Regions from separate parts of the Neogale vison genome. Here region 1 is linked to region 2. A link is a contact called in public Hi-C data. All regions are on one chromosome and are shown on one strand. The core of a region is the stretch at or near the end of the contact, and the rest is flanking DNA. Distances in the headings are between cores, read along the strand shown. Region 1 holds the start of SLC36A1 (proton-coupled amino acid transporter 1). Region 2 has its middle 33 kb from the start of SPARC.

What was found. Hi-C and Micro-C count contacts between places; a contact is called where the count stands out from the background.
Region 1: a Hi-C map of fibroblasts shows a contact between it and region 2, with 6 times the contacts expected there. The contact joins the promoter of SLC36A1 here to the enhancer-like site in region 2. A contact is called at or near these places in 2 of 3 Hi-C or Micro-C datasets (fibroblasts and muscle).

What each region holds. Positions count from the first base shown.
Region 1 is chr1:274,175,204-274,177,903 of ASM_NN_V1, reverse strand. It overlaps SLC36A1 (proton-coupled amino acid transporter 1), which reads left to right and starts at 1,378. Exons shown (of 11, transcript XM_044231101.1): 1 at 1,378-1,488.
Region 2 is chr1:273,983,672-273,986,532 of ASM_NN_V1, reverse strand. No RefSeq gene overlaps it. Among named protein-coding and RNA genes, the nearest start is that of SPARC, 33 kb to the right of the region's middle. Within about 2 kb of position 1,417, the one cell type or tissue checked has open chromatin away from gene starts, as enhancers often do. A contact at or near this core is called in fibroblasts, where this site is marked.

The DNA.
Region 1 (2,700 bases), core at 129-2,628, 190 kb before region 2:
CGGGTATATTTTTAAAAACATATGCATCGGTTATAGGACATATAAAGATTTTAAATGGATATATATAAAGTAATGTGTGCGTATGAAGTAATTTAGACAGTATAGACAGTGAAGAGCAGAAGTCTTAAGCAAAACAGTAAGTACTGCTATTCACGACTCTATATTTTAATACCACAAATCTCTGTATGTCTCTCTCTACAAATAATTCTATAAATACATAATACAGGATATGGAGAATAATACATGCTGGTAACTGTGTAATTCTTTGGAGAAGAGAGTGAATTTGGAAGAAGGGAATTTTTCACTGTTTATATATTTATATATTGTCTAACATTTCTAAGAATATACTCATGTATTATATAATTTTTACTTACTATCTTAACAGCTTCATGGAGGTATAACTGACATACAATAAATTGCACATATTTTAAATTTTTTATTTCTTTTTAAACTGCACGTACTGAATGTGTATAATTTGATAATTTAAATTTATATTCACTTGTGAAACCATCACCACTATCAAGGTAGTGAAAATATTTGTCACCTGGCAAGTTTCCTTATGACCTTTCATAATCTCTCCTCTCCTGACCTCCCCACCTACTCCCAGGCAACCACTGATGTGTTTTCTGTCACTGACGATTATTTAACATCTCCTATTTCTAAAATAGGAAATAATGGAATATGGAAATGGAATAAATGGAATATGTTTTCTGATTTCTTTTACTCAGTACAATTGTTTTAAGACTTATCCATTTTGTAGCCGTATCAGTAGTTTATTCTTTTTTGTGTGTGAATAATTACATAATTTTTATTTTATTTATTTATTTTTTAGTTACATAATTTTTAAAGGGAGAATTCAGGGCGAAGGAGGCAAGAGAAAGCTAGATAACACATACGCCTCAAACATCCTGAAATGTTGCCATCCATTTAAAAATGTTACTTAAGTGTTTAAATATATTGAAAAGATAATGTTTCCTTACCTCACATAGTCCCATTTCCAGGAGCAACCACAAATGGGTTTGTGTAAGCTTCGAAAAACCTGACTAGGTGATTTTTTTAAAAAAGATGTCTTTTTTTGTATTATAAAAGCAACATATGCTCCCCGCGACGTGGTAAGGAAAACGCCGCGTGTGTAGACAGGAGCTCAGGGCTCAGGGGTCAGAGCTCAAGGGACTCGCCGGCCGCGCTCCGAGCTCAGCGCCCCGCCCCGTTGTCCCAGGCCCCAGGCCCCCCGAGCACCGCCCTGCCTGCAGTGACAACAACTGGTCGCCAGGTGGTGCTGCGGCGCCGGGTTCCGGAGCTTCGTGACACAGAGGAGCTACCGCGAGCGGGGACACGTGACCCGGGTCTCCGGCTGGGGCTCTGGCGTCACGTGACGCGGCCCGGAAGCCGCGAGCCCCGGCAGCTAAGGGGGATGGCAGGGGCTCCGAGCTGAGGCGAGGACAGGTGGGCTGCACCGAAGCGGGAGCCGGAGCCGGAGCTCGAGCGGTGAGTCTTCTCGCTGACCGGCCGGGGCTGCCGGCGAGTCACTGTCTCAGGCGGGACCCACGTCGTCTTCCTCGGGGGCGCAGCGGATGCTCGGGGTCAGGCACTGACCGACTTGGGGTGCGGGTCCGAGTCTCCCCGGCTTCCCATCCTCAGCGGTGATAAGATTCGGGCACCCCTCCCGGGATGAGGCGAGCACTGTCTGGCGGCACTGTCTCCCTTGACCTCCCCTTGCCGTTTGACAGGTGGGGAAACTGAGGTATCGAGCTGGGAAGGGTCAGCCAGACGACGAGCCAGGGCTTCTTCCACGCTTCCCAAAGGGGCCCCGTCGCCTCGGGCAGGTCACGCGCCCTCTGTGAGAGCCCTGCTTGGGGGACTTGCGATGGTGGGTCTTCGGGTCATAGAGCTCCAGAACTGGGACCCCCTCCCCCCCGCCGGTGCAGCCCCCTTCTAGGACAGTTGGGGAAATCGAGGCTCGGGGCTTGCCTAAGGTCACGCAGTGAGTTAGTGGCAGCCCTGCGACTAGAATCCAAGTCTCCCCAGGCTCCAGCAGCGGCTTGCTTTTCAGCACACCGCCTCCTGCAGACAACTTGACGTGTGAACGGCACCCTCTCCCGTCCTCTCCTCTTCTGGCGCTCCCTTTTTTTAGCTCTGCATTCTCCATCCCCGGATTGGCTTGATTCTGGGTGTGGTTCCCTGTTTCAGTGTTCACGATTTTTTCTGCAGCCTCATCACTCTGTAGGTTTTGCTTCCAACGCCCTGCTATTTTGTGTAAATGGTGCCGAAATACGAAATAGGAATTGGAGTAAGCTCCTGGGTGGGTAGGTGGCTCCCAGCAGGGGTTGTGGAGAGCCCTGGGGTTAACCTGAAGAATGTAAAGCCCCGGCTTTAGTTTTTCTGTAGCTTGCTTGTCTCATTTGGAGAATGTTGGCTATTTGGATGCAACCATTGGAGGTTTGCTGAAATGAGATAGCGTCGTGGCATGACGGAAAGAACCAAGACTGGGGAATTGGGAGATACTGTTCTAACTCTGACACTCGCTTTGCAACCTTGGGTGACTCCCATCCTGGAATACAGTGATGGAGTTGAATCTCTAAGGACCTCTTCTGCTCTGACATTCTGTACCTTTAGCTCTGTTTGCCTTCTAACCCTAGCGGGTTTTCCCCTGTGTACATTACTGTCGCCTTGTGACAAGGGTTAATCCAGTTGTCCAGG
Region 2 (2,861 bases), core at 168-2,667:
CTACCCTTACCCATATGAAAGAGAAATGCTTTGATTTGGGGGCATTGTGATGGGTTTCTCGGGGCAGATCAGGGTGCCCCTCAAAGTACATTACCCACTCTGTTCTTCATCTATACAGTGGACACCGGGGTACACTGGCCCAATAGTTCTTAGTCCTAGCTCAACTTCTAATGTCTGTGTCTTTTTCCCCTTTGAGAAGGTCTCGGTTTCCCTGTCATGACAGTAAAGGAGCTGGATTGGGTCATTACTGCCAGCCCCACCATTTGTAAGCCTATACAGGCAGGGAGGAATAAAATGATGCACTGACCCCAAAGAAAAGTTCTGATTTTCAAGAACTTCTGAAACTAGGAGACACTAAGTTTCCTCTGACTCTTTTTGCTCTCAGCTACTTGGGATGGCTTTCATCCAAGTACAACACCTTACAGTTTCAAAGGTGTCATCACTGCCCTGACTCAAGTCAATATTTGTTCAATAAGTAACTGTGAATGTCTATAAGGTCCCATGTATTGTGCTGATTCTATGGAATAAGCTTAATCTGCCAGCTGCTGGAAAAAGGAAGAGTGTATTCAAAAGGAGCATAGCTTCTTGTGGATGGGACTTGAATATAAGATGGGAGTGAATAGAAAGGGCCCATGTTTGAAAATAAGATGAGCATTCAATAACAAGAAGCAGCCAACTTTGGGAAGGTCTAAAGGCAGCCTATGCAAAGGCCCTGAGGTAGGAGCTAAGGCGCCTAGACCAGTGTGAGGATCAGCAAGGTCAATGTGTTTGCAATTTAATGAGCCAGGGTGATGGTAGGACATAAAGTTAGGAAAATGAGGCTTGATCATGCAGAGAGATATATGGGTTTTATTTTGGGTGTGACAAGAAATCATTAGTTTTTTGTTTTGGGGTTTGGTTGTTTGGTTTGTTTTTTTTTTTTTACATTTTAGAAAGATCATACTGGCTGCTGTAGTATGGTCATCAGCGTCACTTTGTACCTCTCATGGGCACTGTTCACAGCACCATCAATGTAATCAGAGCCCCCTGGAGTTGCGTAAGGTAAAGCAGCCTTGACAGTCTGCCCCAACCCCCACAAAACTTCCAGTGCTCACAGTCCCCTATGCTAAGTGGTTCTGGACGGAAAGAGTCCAAGTCTTCCTCAGAGGGCTTTGATGATGACAATCCTCTGTCATCTTTGAGAAGCAGAGGGGAACTCTGACTCTTCCAATGTGTCTGCCCTAATCCCTGTAGGCATTCGCTTCTCCCAAAACTTTTCATCTGCAAGTTCGAGCCAAGTGGCAGCAGACGCTCCCTCACTCTTACCTCTCTTCAAGCTGACACCCTCTAAGCCTTTAAGCAACATGTAACTCCCTCATTTCAGTGCCCCTTGGAAGGGAGCAGCCAGCAGATTAAGTGATTCTGGGATCCAGGCGCTGAGGAATTCAGGGCCTCTCAGATTTCTTGGCAGGAGTTACAAGTACATGCAGAGACTCTTCTTCAGAACAAGTGAAAATAATTCCTTCCAGGGGCAGAAAAAGGCATGCTTTTGGCAAAGGCCTTCATAAGATGTTATCTCAAGAGACCCTCATAGGAGCCCCCGGGAGGGAAGGCAGAAGTTGCTAAACCAGGTGGGAAAATTGATGGGCAGGCAGGGAAAGACTTACAAGATTCCCACAGTGACTCGGGAACTGGAACTGGAACTGGGGCAACCTCATGTGATTTCTACACTCCTTGGGCTGGAGGGAGACGGGCAGAGAAGGGCCATTTAACTGTGGGACATTTGTATCGTGGAATGGGATGCAGGCTCCAGAAGGAGAGAGGCAAATATACATCATTGCTGTGGAAAGATTACTAGTGATACTTTAAAGTACAAACAAAGCACATAATAAAATGTATAATATAATCCAATCTGTGTAATAAAATGTATATTTTATTAAATGTATATTTATTAAATTATACATATTATTTTATTAAATGTATATTTAATTACAGCACCTGGCTGGCTCAGTCAGGAGAGCATGGGACTCTGGATCTCAAGGTCATGAGTTCAAGCCCCACAATGGGTGTAGAGATTGCTTAAATAAAAAATTTTTAGAAGTATGTATACAGATGAATGGATAAAGAAGATGTGGTATATATACACAATGGAATACTATGCAGTTATCAAAAGAAATGAAATCTTGCCATTTGCAACGACGTGGATGGAACTAGAGGATATCATGCTTAGCAAAATAAGTCAAAAAACTATCATATGATCCCCCTGATATGAGGAAGTGGAGATGCAACATGGGGGGTTAAGGGGGTAGGAGAAGAATAAATGAAACAAGATGGAATTGGGAGGGAGACAAACCATAAGTGACTCTTAATCTCACAAAACAAACTAAGGGTTGCTGGGGGGAGGGGGTTGGGAGAAGGGGGGTGTAGTTATGGACATTGGGGAGGGTATGTGCTATGGTGAGTGCTGTGAATTGTGTAAACCTGGCGATTCACAGACCTGTACCCCTGGGGATAAAGATATATTATATGTTTATAATTAATTAATTAATTAATTAAAGTATGTATACATATATATGCACACACAAATATCTTTATGTATTATATTACAACATTTCTCCAGAGGGACACCCCGGGTGGCTCAGTCTGTTAAGTGTCTGTCTTCAGCTCAGGTCGTGATTACAGGGTCCTGGAATCACGTCCCTCATCGGGTTCCATGTTCAGCAAGGTGTCCCTACCACACTTTCATCACAGACAGAAAGTTGGGGGCTCAGAGACGAGAATGAGGTAGTCCTGCAGTTACTGCCAGGGTTGGGACCAGGACCAGGTCAGCAGGCTTCTCTCTTTTTCCCCTAGCACACTGTCTTCTCTGCTAAGTCCAGGAG